5 separate regions of the Sus scrofa genome follow, and regions 1, 2, 4 and 5 are each linked to region 3. A link is a contact called in public Hi-C and HiChIP or PLAC-seq data. All regions are on one chromosome and are shown on one strand. Each heading gives the region's core, a stretch centred on a gene start, on an enhancer-like site or on the middle of the called end of the contact. The rest is flanking DNA. Distances are from core to core; before and after follow the strand shown.

What was found. A called contact is a pair of places that touch in the nucleus more often than the background predicts. HiChIP or PLAC-seq counts read pairs in DNA pulled down with a chosen protein or histone mark.
Region 1: a contact with region 3 is called in an H3K27ac HiChIP or PLAC-seq map of alveolar macrophages. The contact joins two enhancer-like sites. A contact is called at or near these places in 1 of 47 Hi-C or Micro-C datasets (embryonic fibroblasts) and 2 of 2 datasets of contacts at active chromatin or transcription factors (alveolar macrophages and skeletal muscle).
Region 2: an H3K27ac HiChIP or PLAC-seq map of alveolar macrophages shows a contact between it and region 3. The contact joins two enhancer-like sites. A contact is called at or near these places in 3 of 47 Hi-C or Micro-C datasets (liver and skeletal muscle) and 2 of 2 datasets of contacts at active chromatin or transcription factors (alveolar macrophages and skeletal muscle).
Region 4: a Hi-C map of embryonic fibroblasts shows a contact between it and region 3, with 1.7 times the contacts expected there. The contact joins two enhancer-like sites. A contact is called at or near these places in 4 of 47 Hi-C or Micro-C datasets (embryonic fibroblasts, liver and skeletal muscle) and 2 of 2 datasets of contacts at active chromatin or transcription factors (alveolar macrophages and skeletal muscle).
Region 5: a contact with region 3 is called in an H3K27ac HiChIP or PLAC-seq map of alveolar macrophages. The contact joins two enhancer-like sites. A contact is called at or near these places in 1 of 47 Hi-C or Micro-C datasets (adipocytes) and 1 of 2 datasets of contacts at active chromatin or transcription factors (alveolar macrophages).

What each region holds. Positions count from the first base shown.
Region 1 is chr5:90,719,716-90,722,545 of Sscrofa11.1, reverse strand. All of the region lies in intron 3 of LOC106510428 (a long non-coding RNA gene), which reads right to left. Among named protein-coding and RNA genes, the nearest start is that of BTG1, 94 kb to the left of the region's middle. Within about 2 kb of position 1,430, at least 8 of the 83 cell types and tissues checked have an H3K27ac peak or open chromatin away from gene starts, as enhancers often do. A contact at or near this core is called in alveolar macrophages, where this site is marked.
Region 2 is chr5:90,901,533-90,904,317 of Sscrofa11.1, reverse strand. No RefSeq gene overlaps it. Among named protein-coding and RNA genes, the nearest start is that of BTG1, 88 kb to the right of the region's middle. Within about 2 kb of position 1,342, at least 19 of the 83 cell types and tissues checked have an H3K27ac peak or open chromatin away from gene starts, as enhancers often do. A contact at or near this core is called in alveolar macrophages, where this site is marked.
Region 3 is chr5:90,461,278-90,464,022 of Sscrofa11.1, reverse strand. No RefSeq gene overlaps it. Among named protein-coding and RNA genes, the nearest start is that of PLEKHG7, 150 kb to the right of the region's middle. Within about 2 kb of position 1,347, at least 21 of the 83 cell types and tissues checked have an H3K27ac peak or open chromatin away from gene starts, as enhancers often do. A contact at or near this core is called in alveolar macrophages and embryonic fibroblasts, where this site is marked.
Region 4 is chr5:90,883,376-90,886,302 of Sscrofa11.1, reverse strand. No RefSeq gene overlaps it. Among named protein-coding and RNA genes, the nearest start is that of BTG1, 70 kb to the right of the region's middle. Within about 2 kb of position 1,647, at least 12 of the 83 cell types and tissues checked have an H3K27ac peak or open chromatin away from gene starts, as enhancers often do. A contact at or near this core is called in embryonic fibroblasts, where this site is marked.
Region 5 is chr5:90,828,604-90,831,573 of Sscrofa11.1, reverse strand. The region is part of intron 3 of LOC106510428 (a long non-coding RNA gene); the gene reads right to left. Among named protein-coding and RNA genes, the nearest start is that of BTG1, 15 kb to the right of the region's middle. Within about 2 kb of position 1,518, at least 7 of the 83 cell types and tissues checked have an H3K27ac peak or open chromatin away from gene starts, as enhancers often do. A contact at or near this core is called in alveolar macrophages, where this site is marked.

The DNA.
Region 1 (2,830 bases), core at 181-2,680, 260 kb before region 3:
ACTTAACTCCCACACGGAACACTGATGCTAGCTTTGTCTCAGACACAAAAGACAGTAAAGCAGCTAATGGAATCCTTTCTTTCAAATACTATTTTGATATGACTAATCTTGCTGTTTGGTCAAATAGTGCAGCTAGCTCAGTGCTGACTATACTACTTTTTAGTGCAAAGGGAAACTAAACAAGAGAATCAGCCATGGTGTATAATCTATATATGATCTCTGTTCCATTATTTTTATTGCTTGACATTCAGAATAAACCACAACCATCAATTCCCCAGGTCCCCAGATCATAATTACCTGGAATATTTGATTCTCTGAGAGATGTGAGAATTTCTAAGCTTATCTGTTTTTATACAAATTTGCTTGCTAAGGAGATTTCATAAAAAGCAATTTAGCTCTGGGCCTCTTAAGAATATATATACAAAATGAAAGAAAGGCATTCAATTTTCAGTTTTCTTCCCTCCGCTGACTTCACTCATCTGGTTTACTTTTCTGTCCATGGAGATTCTAAAGGCGGTGTGCTATGGAAATGATTTCACTGCATCACCACATCATTTGCGTCTGGGCTTGCCTTCCACCACAGGTGTGAGATCACGTGTGGTGCGGAGGGGCAGCGGGTCGAAGAAAGGCAAGGGGTAGGTGAGTAGCAGAACCCTCAGGAAGCTTTTCCAAAGAAGGCACCCCTGTCCGCCTTCCTCCTCGCCTCAATCAGTTCAGAAGCAGGGATCGAATGAGCGAAACTGGCCAGGGATTCTGTTCGCACAGAGCGCATAGGGGCCTGAGCTATTCAGGTACAGACATTACCCATTTTGTCAAGGACAGTGCATGTGCACGGGCAGAAGGGTAGATCAGGAACGGGAAAGGACCGTTATTGATTTGTTAGTGTGGATTTTTATCACCAAGGAAAGGCTTTAGTTACCATTTACATAAGAATTATGAACAGGCAGCCAGGAAACTTCAAAACCAATTTGAATCATCTTACTTAGCAGTTAATTACAGTTCCCTTATGAATGAAAAACAAATAAGTTTACTCAAATACACTGATAATACCTTCCATAGTGGCATCTGCCCACACTGATATAAAACTGTTCCCAAAGCCAAATCAACTGATTGAGAAGTCAAATAAACTTGATTACTCCTTGTGCATGCAGACACGTCAGATGTAAAACTGTGACTTACAGGTTTATAAAAGATTTACCAATCCAGACTCACTAAGAGGAAGGGTCAACTTGGGTATCCCTAGCAACAAATCCTGAGTCAATTTTGTGTGACCTCAGAGAGCAGGAGTGAGAGACAAGGGAAGTGAAACAAGGAAGGCGGGAACTTGATACAGAAATGGCTTTTCCAGTTGACCATTGCTATGGTTAACTGGTACTCACTGCTACAAGATCTTTGCAGGAGGTTTAGCAGAGGCACTTGGGAGCTGGCCATTGGGTGATGTAAGGAGGAAATGATTCCTTGGCTCTCACCCCACAGTGGTCAAGGGTGAACTCATGGGCATTAGCGCCCAGGCACTTTTAAATTGTGCAAGTATGAGTGGTGTTTTCCCACAAATGTCCTAAGCTAAGAATCAGAGAGTTGAGATGAGGCACTGTTAGCTTGCACCTGTGCAAGTTGGTCAAAGCTTCATGGAACTAGTTATTACATCTGTGGTTACAGAAGAGGTCGGATTGAAAAGACTTAAAATCCTCACAAGAGTGGCCCAGTGCGTTGAAACGCAGAACATCTTTAAAATCAAAACAAAGCTTTTTCATAGTGCATATATTCAATACCCAGAAAAACCCCGGGATGTTTTATGGCAAATCTTTACCAAATAGAAAGCATGGGAAATAGATTTGAAGCAAAAATGACGTCCTAAATCTGACACTTATAAAGTTAGACTAGTTACATTCAATTCAGTATGAACTTAGACCAGTTACAGTCAATTTTGCTGAGCCTCAGTTTCCTGATCTCCAAAGACACAGATAAATGATATCTTTCTCATGGGATGCTTGAATGCTAAATGAGATGCTGAATGTAGCAGCATGGTTAGCATTTCAGAAAATGGGCACTCATAATAATAACTATTAGCACTCAATCAAAGTCAGCACACAAGGCCACGTGGAGGGACCACACCATTGTTAGGGGCTATAGATTTCAGTCAGCCAGGACCAGGGGAGAGAGAGAACAAAGGTGGTAACAGCTGGTGGGTACTAGTGGAAGAGGTTTTCTGGACCCTGGGGAATGACAGATTATACAGAACAATCAAAACCAAGTTGTGGGTTGGGAGAGTCAGCAATCACCCTGAGGCCAGAGGTCAAGTGTGGTGACCTCTGATCCAAAGCTAGGAAACAGAATGCTCAGAAGCTGGAGGTCAAGTCATGGCAAGGGTCAAAGGCAAGCACATGGTGGTGTCAGCACACATGTTGCTCTATTAGAGGCCTTTCTTGTCAGGAAGCTTGCCATTCCATTCCCTGCCATTACATTCCTAGATGTGGTCAGTCAAAAGTCTGAGAGATCAAAGACACAAAACCCTGCAAATGACCAGATTATGCAGCAGTTAATGGGAAAAGTTCTAAACAAAATGTTTGCATTATGTACTCATCCCAAGAAGTTATGCACTTTTTTCTTCCAAAGATGTCTATGACTTAAGGAGTTCTTGTTTACAACTTACAGGGTGTGCAAATTTTTCTGATTTTCTTTGAACTTCCTGTATCTTTCTGCCCTAGCCCTCTGTCTTTAAATTGTGACCAGAATTCACTCAACATCAGCTTTTTAATCTCATGCTTGTAAATGTCTTATGTCTTAACATGTTTCACATTGTTCCACACTTCACTGATTCCAAACATCC
Region 2 (2,785 bases), core at 93-2,592, 440 kb before region 3:
CTGTGGCACAGGCTGGCAGCTGCAGCTCCAATTCAACCCCTAGCCCCCTAGCCTGGGAACTTCCCTATGCTGTGGGGAAAAAAAAAAAAAAAATCTATAAATAAATAAAACAAAGAACAAATTAGAAATTGCATCCACTGTCATATTCTGGCTTTGTTTCTACCCGCCCTTTCTTTCTTTCTTTCTTTCATTCAACAAGGATTCATAGAACTTCCCTTTGACTAAGCACTGGAATAGAAAATAAAAGATGAGTAAGTTACACATAGCCCCCACCCAGAGCTGCTCATCTCTTAGTGAGAGTGACACACATAAACAAATACTTATGCTCTAAGGGCTACATAAAGACACAGCCTTATTGGAGCCCAAAATGCTGAGCTGTCTAGCATTGGGGGATTTGAAACAGTCTTTGCAGGGGAGGTGACATTTAACCTGCGTCTTAAAATATGAGTAAGAGTTGGCTAGGTGGCAGGATGGGAGTTGCGTGTGTATTTCAGAGAGGATGAAGCATTTGCTTTGACTGAAGCAGAGTGTGCACAGGGATGGATGGAGAGGTGGTGGAAGAGGCAAGGTAGGGGCCAGCCTTTCATGGCCCATATTCCATGCTGAGGTTTTCCAACCTTACTGCACGTGCAATGGAAAGCCACCAGAGATTCCTAACAAAGAAAGATTTTCAGGGCGTTCCCATGGTGGCACAATAAAAATGAATCTGACTAGTATCCATGAGGATGTGGGTTCGATCCCTGGCCTTGCTCAATTGGTTAAGGATCTGGTGTTGCCATGAGCTGAGGTATAGGCTACATACAAGGCTAGGATCCCGGGTTACGGTGGTTGTGGCGTAGGCCAGCGGCTGCAGCTCCTATTTGAGCCCTAGCCCGGGAACTTCCATATGCCGCAGGTGCTGCCCTAAAAAACAAACAAACAAACAAACAAACAAACATAAAAGATTTTCATACAAATGAGGTGGCACCACAGAGGAAAGATGAGAAGGTCCAGTTAGAGCGAGTACGTTACATGGCTCCACTCAATGACACCTGCTCCCTAACCAGGCCAAGCCGAGTTTCCGTACAAGGTGGATCTCATAAGTTACGTATCCTCTGTTTGTAATCACTATCCCATTCGTCTTTATTTATCTCCTCCTATCAGTCAGTCAATCAATCATTTCATCATTCAACAGACATTCGCTGAGCCCTTCTAAAATGTCAGGCACTGTGTGGGGCTGGCAATTAGCAGCACCTTCGAAGGACAGTGCTGAACGAACCGTGGCAAAGCTTACAGTCTAGCAGGGCTGACGGATCTGTTTAAATAGAAGCAACCGCAGGATGTGCAATGAGAACGATGGTGGGAAGTGATGGGGGTTTCCCTGAGGAAGTGACGGCGAGCTTGTGACCTGAAGGATGAGTAAGTCTAGCCAAAGCCCATGCGTTGGAGTAGAAGGGGGAAGAGGCAGACAGAGCTCAGCAAATGGGAAAGAGCCAAAGGCAGGAGAAAGCACGGCACCTGGGAGGAAGTGAAAGGCAGTCCCCCTGCCTGGAAATTCCACCAAGCTGGAGAGATGGGCTGTTCTCCAGCCTCACCACATACACACTGACCCCTCTGCGGGACTGTGGGAGCGGAGGTACATGCGTGTGTGAGGAGGGTTTTGAGGAGGCTCATCATTTCACGCCACTGTATTCACCTAGTGCTCAGGCAGGAGCTCTTATCTACATTTGCTGCTCATCTGCATCTTTAGAAATGGAAAACCGGAGGACAGAGAAAGATCTTAGAAACCATCCAGAACGGCACTTCTCAAGGTGTGCCCTGTGGACCGACCATGGCGTCCCTGAAGATGAGACCAGAAACCTGCCTTTTTTCATAAGCATCTTAGGGGATTCTTCAGTACCATCAAGATGGAAAACCACCAGGCCAGCTCAGCTGCCCCCATTTCCAAGTGAGCACATGAAGGAGTGAAGTACCGCCTTGTCCAAGGCGGCATCTTAACCTCAGCACGCCTGACATGTTGGACCACGTAATCCTTTGTTGTTGGGGGCTGTCCTAGGCCCTGTGGGACAGTTAGGAGCATCCCTGGCCATTATCAACCAGATGCCACCAACAGCCCTGCCGCTGCATCAACCAAAAATGTCTCCAGCCAGAGCCAACCATTCACTGGGGGACAAAGGCACCCTTGATTGAGATCCACTGTGCCAAGTCATCAGAGGCAGAGGCAGAGGCAGAGGCAGGGCAGTACTCAAGAGTCTGGATTCACAGCCCAGCCACCTTCCTGTGTCTACTGGATCCTCTTTGGCTGTGAGAAGCGGAGGAGAGGCCGGGTGCCCTGGGCCATCAACGCCAGGGGGTTAGCGCAGAGCTGAGGCCAGCACAGAGGACAGCATTGCTTTCTTCCGGGAAGCTGGGACATTACTTCTGGCTTTTTCCACGATTTCTTGTGAAGTTAGTCATTGCTATTTCTATTTCTCCACCTGTTTAAACCTGGATCTTCCAGGAGAACTGGCAGGATTTGGGTTGGCAACATCTTGGAAACCCACACAGAAAGGTGCCATCCAAAAAGCTTTTTTAACTGAGACTGATTTAAAGGTAGCCCTGTGTAGGAACCAAGAGTGTCGTGTTCTAATTTTAGCACTGTGCCAGGAAGAGGAGTGTGGTGGTGAGCAGTGGAAAAGGGAGCAGGAAATGCTGCTGCTGGTTCCCAGCTCCATTCCAAACTACCTTTGTGGTCTTTTGCAAATCACTTTGGCTTTCTGGTCTAGGAGACATTTCCTGTCAGATAAAGGCATGAAAATAGGTCACT
Region 3 (2,745 bases), core at 98-2,597:
TCCCGCAGGTGTGGCCATAAAAAATAAAGTAAAAAAATAAATTAATAAGGATGCAAAATAAGTTGTACATTGTTAAAAGAAGAGGTGTTTCACATAAAGCTGCAAAAGGAATAAGTATTTTATCTAAAGGTGCAGAGGTAACCAATACAAGCCTGAAGTAGAGATAAGACTAAGGAGGTATTGTGTGACTTAAGTTATATTCTCATCAATCAGCATAGGAAGATAATCTATAACATCTAAAACTAATAACCCAAGATTTAGCAGTATAAGTAGTGCTGAGACATATATAGGTAAATAACCAAAACAAACAAACAAAAACCCCACTATAAAATGAAAATTAGGGAGTTCCCAATGTGGCCCAGTATGTTAATGATCTGGCTTGTCTCTGTAGAGGCGCCGCTTTGATCCCTGGCCAGGCGCAATGGGTTAAGGATCTGGTATTGCTGCAGCTGTAGCACAAGTCGTAGCTCCGGCTCGGATTCGATCCCTGGTCTGGGAACTTCCACATGCCATCGGGGTAGCTGAAAAAGAAAAAAAAAGAGTTATGCTATATCTGAGAAGAGACTGAAGCTAAGAAGGAGTAGACAGAGAACTACTGCTTTTCAGTGCAAGTGCTTTTATCTTTTTTTGTTGTTGTTACCATATGTGGTTTCTGCTTTGATAAAAATGTTTAAAATTATTAATATAAAAATACAAATGCGTACTTTTTTAAAACATGTGACCCACTATTATACACAAATTCATCAAATTTATGTAAACATTAAGGGACAAAATCTCCTCCTACAATATATTTAATGCTGATCTTGACTTCAGAATGGGGAGATGCTCACTTTATTTGATAAACAGTCACTCCCTCTCAAGTGTTCCAAAACCAGCAAGATGCAAAGTATCTTCAAATGTCCCCTCCATTTGGAGACATCTGTGCTCATTGATTTACAATGTGCACGCCTGCCTGATTATTTTATTATGTCACTTGCTACGGCAGGAATTATTCATTATCATTCACTAGCAAGCTGAGAACACATGGGGCTGATATCTTGATTAAGAACCCTAAACCTAAAAAGGATAAGTACCTCGCAAATTTAAAGGCAGATTTGACTCCACAACCACCATCCTTCTTCATCTGCCTTTCACAGACATTTATCACCAGGAACTACAGGTACATTTTGCGTGGAATGTCCTTTGTGAGCAGCAGAGAACAAAGGGAATTTCCTGCAAAATGATGCTGAAACACGATCGCTGATGTCTATTATCTTGCCAGCACCTTGCCTATTGAATATCGTCCCTGTCTATTACTCGGATATTGTTTCTCTGCATGGATAAGACAAAGATGGGAAATCCACTTAAGTGCTCTAACAGTACCCTCTGCTGGCTGAGTCTGAGCTGAAGAGGTGACTTGTAACAAGGCTTAGTCACCCTGACAACATGTGAAAGAAGAAAAGAAAGCAAGTCAAAAACTACAGACCGGGACATGAAATGCAAGCACAAAAATCAACCAATTTCAGTTACAGATGAGGAAATGGACATCTTGGCGTCATATCACATATATGATGCATATGTACTTTGTTAAATCCGAAGAGAATACCTTGCTCTAGCAAAAGGTATATCTTAATGAAGGATTTTGTATATTACATTCAAATTCTCTGCTTCACAAGATGATTCATCACAAGTTCCCCCAGTGAGTTCCTTTAGTACTCTCAACGTGTGACATGATTTACACTCTGTCTTGTGGGAACATGCTAATTCTGTAAAATAAAGTGGTTTCTTGCATCACAGCCCAGGACTCATATCATACCAGAGATGTCTGCATTACTTGACATGTTTATAAATGTTTAGGAGAAGTTCAAAATTAATTTGTGTGCTCTTGCTAATACGTAAGGAGCCCTGGTTTGGAGATGGCAAGACTGACTTATCTGACCTGGGAAGGAATGAGTAACACACGTTCTCTGGGGCGAGGACCACCTTACATCTATTTTGCTTAATATGGTAGACATGCTTAATAAATTGGGCAGCAATTAAAAACAGGTAAGTCCTACATTTGGAAGGATAGAACCAGCATTTTTTATATCTTTGACTAAAAATCTATTGTAGACTCAGCTCTCCATGCCTATCAAGGTGGGGGGTTCACAATGTATAAAGCATGTCCTATTCTCACTGAGCGTTTGAAGTTGACGAAGTCAACCTATTCTAGGCCACTGACCACTGGGGCACAGGACTCGTTTTGTCTCCTCCAAAGTGGGGGGGGGAGTTGCCATCGTGGCACAGTGGAAACAAATCTGACTAGGAACCATGAGGTTGTGGGTTCCATCCCTGGCCTTGCTCAGTGGATTAAGGAGCTGGCATTGCCATGAGCTGTGGTGTAGGTCGCAGACACAGTTCGGTTCTGATGTTGCTGTGGCTGCAGTGTAGGCTGCAGCTATAGTTCTGATTGGACCCCTGGCCTGGGAACCTCCATATGCGGCCCTAAAAAGCAAAAAAGAAAGAAAGAAAGAAAGAAAGAAAAAGTAGGAGTGGGGGGAATTTAAATGTCCACAGGCACCAAGAAATACGGCACCTGCTGAGTTTGAGGAAAAGCAGATGGTTCTCTTGGTCTAAGTTTCATTTGTAATCAAGACAGGGATACAAAGAAATAATTCTCCCGCATACGGAATGCAGCAGTACCAACATGATGACAGGTGGTAAGTGAAGCTTGCTTGAGGGGCAATAACGAGGAGGAAGACTGAGGAAACGGCAAGTGTGTGTACC
Region 4 (2,927 bases), core at 398-2,897, 420 kb before region 3:
GCAGATTTTAGATTTGCTCTCCTTCATAATTGCATGGGCCAGTTCCTTAAAATAAATCTCTTTGTGCATGTATACACACTGTGCTGGTTCTGTTTTCTCTGGAGACCCTGACTAATACACTCACTTAAAGATCTGTCCCCAGAAGCTGTCTAATAAACCTTCTAGCAGATTCCAAAGATAATTTAAATTCCGTTTGAATAATGCTTAAGGGTCAGCTGCAACAGACAGTGGTATAATGACATACATACATTTCAAGTAAGCAAGATGTTTTAGTGAGGCTTTAAAACATCAGTTCAATTTTCAAGGGAAAGACGAATGGTCTACTGATTTTCTCTGGGGTCATCATGTGGCTGCACCCACAGAGAACATTTCCACAATGTCTATCCACTCCATATTTGTCATCCATCTCCCAGTAGAATGCCTGGCATGTAGCAGCTGATCAATGAAGGGACGGAATTGAATTCTGAAATGGTATGTGCTGAGTAAGTGGCCTCCACCCTCTTCTTCTGGTATTTACCAATCGCATTCCCAGAAACCAGGTAACCGCAGCAGAAAAAAATATTTAACACATACTGAGCAATCACTATATGCTAGACCTTGTTAATAATCAAATGCACCACTTTACTTTCCCTCAGAGTAACTTCATAAAGTAAGGACTTGTATTATCTCCATTTGACAGATAAAGAAACAAAGACATAGAAATCAAGTAATTAAGTAATTTGCCAAGGTCTCACACACATATTAAGTCACACACCCAGTAAGATGTAGAGCTAGGATTTGAACTCGTAATGGATCTAGAAGATGAGCAAGTCTCCAGAAGCCCGTAACCTACTCTGTGTGCTGAAACACTGGAACCTGGTGAGAGGGATTAAATTCATGCTAAGAAGAAGAATTACAAGAGCCTTGATTCAGCATTTAGTGCGGATTGGGTAATCCTGTGTTGTATGGGACTGTCCAGGGCACTGTCAGGTGTTCAGTGACATCTCAGGCCTCTACTCACTGGATACCCCATCTCTCAAGTTGTGGCTCAAAATTATCTTCAAACATTGCCAGATGTATGTTTGGGGTGAGGAAAGACCACCCCAGTTGACAATCACTGGCTTAATGTACCAGAACTCATCAGCCTCTAGTGAAGCATTTTTATCTAAACCCAGTGTAATTACAACATCACTCCATATAGGTATTTACACAAGTTCCTCCAACAATTTTATTCAACATTTCCCTAAGGATAGTGTGTGCAGCTGTCCTTAAAGATGAGATTTTTCTAGGAGTTCCCTTGAGGCTCAGTGGGCTAAGGATCACTGCAGTGGCTCCAGTCTCTGCTATGTGTGAGTTTGATCCCTGGCCTGGGAACTTCCACATGCCACAGGCAGGGACAAAAAAGAAAGAAAACAAAAGAGCTTTTTTTTTTTTTTCCTAAAAGTGGGTAGAGCTAAGAGGGGAGGTGAAATAGCAAAATTGCAAACAAGGACACAAGGGGAATTTTCATTCTGTTTAGTGACCCTCTTTGTCCTTAGGTTAAGGCCAGGCTACCTGGGGGCCTTGTATTTCCCTGGATGTGAAACAACAACTGACTGGAGGGCCCTGCCCCCTGGTGATGTCAGAACATCTGCCACAGTTCCCAGAAACCTTTTGAGGCTGATGAAGAAAGGAGGGAAACCACTCTTGCTGCCACTAGGCTTTTGCATATTCTGTTCCCTCTGCCTGGAATTCCCCACCTCATTACTTGCAATCATAGCTCCCAGGTCTATTTCCTTGGTAAAACACTGCCATTGGAAATCACCATGTTTGTTTATTGGCTTCCCTGCTGAATATTTGTCTTCACCACTCCCTGCCCACCACCAGAATGTAAACTTCATGGGACAGCGATCCTTAACTCTGTCTCTAATTCCCCGAAAAAAAATCAAGACCAGCACATAATGGATGTTCCATACATGAACACTGAATGAAGTAACTAATTCTAGAAGCTACTTTATACAATTCAAGAATTTTGCGTGTCTTTTTCCGAATCACAAACAGTTCATGAAATGATCTTTATGGGGGAATGAGGCACATGAGTCAAAAGGAGTCTTAAAAGTTGAGTCACTGGCTGTCATATTGTTGTATGATTGGAGGAGGTGGTTTAGGCCTCCCAGTGACCTCAGAAAAGACGTGCAGATAAACCCTCGCTAATCTGCCAAGACCTCCGGATCCCAGTGTGGAACGCTAGTCCCCACATGACTCAGCCACCAGCCTTTCCCACCACGCACTCACTCCACCCTTGTTATGCCTTCATGTGTGAAGAGTCTTGGGACTTGCCCCAACTGACTCTGTGCTCAACACTTCATTGCTTTGTACTCTCTTCTTTCTCATTCATGAATTCTCTTGAGAAATGGAAGATTTTATGTGGGATAAAGAGAAACACATATGTAATAGAAAAACAAAACTGTGAAAAGAAAAAAAGTGTTTTAAATCAAGCTATGAAATGACTATAGGTTGATTCATCAGCAGGAAACACATGGAAACTATTATCCCAAATTTCAACAGTTATGAAACCTGAAACCCCCTTCGATATTGTTCAGAATTACGTATTTGGCCTTCAGGAATTCATGTTAATTGTCTGCTTGAATACCAAGGAAAACATCTAATTGACTGGTTGAAATACTCATAAACGGATCTTCTGATTTTTTTTTTTTTTTTTTTAATATTGAGAAACAAGAAACAGATCACCTAAAAAGAGTCTCGACTTGATGCCTCTGCGGCTGGGAATTCTAAATCAAGCTTGCTTTGTATCCAAGGGTTGGAATGAGGTTAACAGGGAAGTGGTAGCAGGGAGCACTGTGCTATTTCGCCTTTGCCTTCTCGGCCTGTTCTAGGTATGGCTACCACTGTGCAAAAGCTCAGGTCATATCCAGCAGCCAGAGACTAAATGTTACCTCATAGTTTTC
Region 5 (2,970 bases), core at 269-2,768, 370 kb before region 3:
ATTTGAAAGGAGCAATTACTTCTTGGGCTGGGAGCATGGCTGGGGTAGACTTCGTGGTGAGACATATTTGAGACACTACATTTCACTCATTTTTGATAAGGCGAGTGGAACCAGAGAAATATCCATTTCTATATCCTAATACCAGGGACTTTCTGTGCCTCAAGAATAAACCAGATACCCATCAGAACCTTAAAGGGTAAGGATTCCCTGACTTTCCAGTGACTGTATGATGAAGGCAATGTTACCCTCGCTTTTATCTCATCTCCTATGTGCAAGGCCAGGGGCTTGAAGTGATAACAAGTCTGCACTGAATCTCAGATTCTCTAAGAAAAAGGCATTTTGGAAAACTGAACTTTCCGGTTATCTAAATGTCAGCAAGAAGACCCTTTTTGTCTTCAGGGCTTGTCTGGCTGGCTCGCCTAGCTAAACACCCTAACAAAACAGCAAGCGCTTTGCTGTAGCATACTGACCATCAGCTCTCATTTCATATTGTAGATAAGAGTTTAAAGAAATCTGCCTTTTTTGGGGTAGAAACTTCAAGTCTTATCAGCCTGTTTATTATAATGTGCAATTCTGAGATGGAGGAAAAAAAAAATACAGCTGGGTTTTCCGGTAGTCTGGACTGTGCTAATTCCTGGAGCATACACACATGAACCAGAAAACTAAGTAAAAAGTGGTCGGGAAAAAACTGCCCTAAGCCAGATTCACTAACATTATAACAGAGTCCCAGAATGCCAGATTACAATTATATATTTGGGGAGAAATGAGCCTAGAAGGATTTTGGAATTCACTCAATTATTTGAATGGAATGTTCTTTTCCCAGCTATCTCCAAGGAGGTATCGCTGGTCTCCTTCAAGTTTCTGCTCAACTATCACCTTATTAGTGAGGCCTTTTACCTAAAAGAGCAACCTGCCCTCCGGCACTCCCTTCCCTATATCACAGCCTTTTCCGCCGGGCCCTGCGGTGCTGGTGCTGCACCATGGGAGCCATATGCACAGTGCCAGCCCAGCAGCCCTGCCCCTTAGCACACCCATCATCTGAGTAATCATACATTTTATTGGCCTGTTTACCCACCACTCTAAGGGTACAGATTTTTGTGGGGTTCACTGCTCTATCTCCAGGTGTTTAGAACAATGCTGGGCACACAGTAGGTGCTCAATTAGTCTTTATGGATAAACATGTTAACCAACTATAGCAAGCATCTCCTAAAGCTCTGGTCCTTATTTTATTTTATTTTATTTATTTAACTTTTTTTTTCAGTGCCTCACTTGGCAGCATATGGAAGCTCCCAGTCTAGGGGTGAAAATTGGAGCTGCAGCTGCTGGCCTACACCATAGCCACAGCAACATGGGATCCAAGCCACATCTTTGACCTACACCATAGCTCACAGCAATGACGCATCCCTGACCCACTGAGGGAGGCCAGGGATTGAAACCACATCCTCATGGATACTAGTTGGGTTCTTAACCCACTGAGCCAGAAAGGGAACTTCCCTGACTTAAAGGTCTTCTAATGGGGAGTTCCCATTGTGGCTCAGTGGTAATGAACCTGACTAGAATCTGCTGTGGTTGTGGCTGTGGCTGTGGCACAAGCTGGCAGCTGTAGCTCCAATTTGACCCCAGCCTGGAAATGTCCATGTGACGCGGGTGTGGCCCTAAAAAACAAATAAAAAAAAAAAAAAAAAAAAAGAAGATCTTATAATGGGAAAATTGGACAGGACTACAAATCATTATAATACAGTGGGATCAGAGAGCCCATGAGGATGTGATAGTGCTTAGAGCCGCTATTGGCCTCTGTCAAACCTGAACTCGTCTCAGATTGTCCCCTAACTCTACGAGCTTGGGCAGGTTTATACCACTGCTGTACTACGATCTCTCTGAATTGGGGTTGACTGGAGTAACAATTTGTCTGCTTTACAGGCTGTGATGAGAAGCTGGTGAAGGAACGCCCAGGGTGCGCAGCACAGTCCTGGCACTCAGGAAGTCCACTGCAAGTGCCTGTGGCATCAAGTCTGATTTTTACAGAGGCAGAGAAGCAGAGCAGGGGACCTAAAGCTGTCTGGTACTCCTGGAAGGCTTGCCAATAAGAGGACTGAGGAGGAAAGAAGGGAAAATTGTCCTCAACATGCATACAAAGAAATGCCGCATTAAATTTTCCTGTGCTTAATGAATGGAACTTTTCTTTTTTTGTCTTTTAAGGGCTGCACCCGTAGCATATGGAGGTTCCCAGGCTAGGGGTCTAATCAGAGCTGTAGCCACCAGCCTACACCAGAGCCACAGCAACACCAGATCCGAGCCGCGTCTGCAACCTACACCACAGCTTACAGCAACGCCAGATCCTTAACCCACTAAGCAAGGCCAGGGATCGAACCCACAACCTCATGGTTCCTGGTCAGATCTGTTAACCACTGAGCCACGACAGGAACTCCATATGAAACTTTTTAAAGATGAGGAATGAACCTGCGAGTGATTTAAGTATGTATTAGAGTAGAAGTTTCTCCAACTGGAAGGGGGTTGCGGACAAGACTCTCCACTAAATTTGGCTGCTTTAAACTTCCATCCACCTTCTCTGAGTTGCCATTCTTTCTAAAGTGGAGAGTAGAAGAAAGAAAAAAAATATACAACTAGTACTAAAAATTACCCTGAGAAAGGAATGTCTAAGCCACTCACCAATGTCACCATCACAACCCACCATTGCTTTGGCAGCAGAGGCTTTGCTAAGAAGAACACATTTTCTTTCGCAGGAAAAAAAAAAAAAAAAAAAAAAAAAAAAAAAAATTCAGTCAAGCTCTGGTTCCAGATCAGGTTCCAAATTAGAACATTATAGGAAAAAAAGGAATAAACCCCTTTTTCAATCACTGGCGAATGATCTCCTCTCCCTACCCCTCAGTAGACCCCAAACTCAGTCTCCTTAGAACAAATCTTCTCAACTCTGCACTCAAGAATCTTTAAAGACAGTGACACACAGCT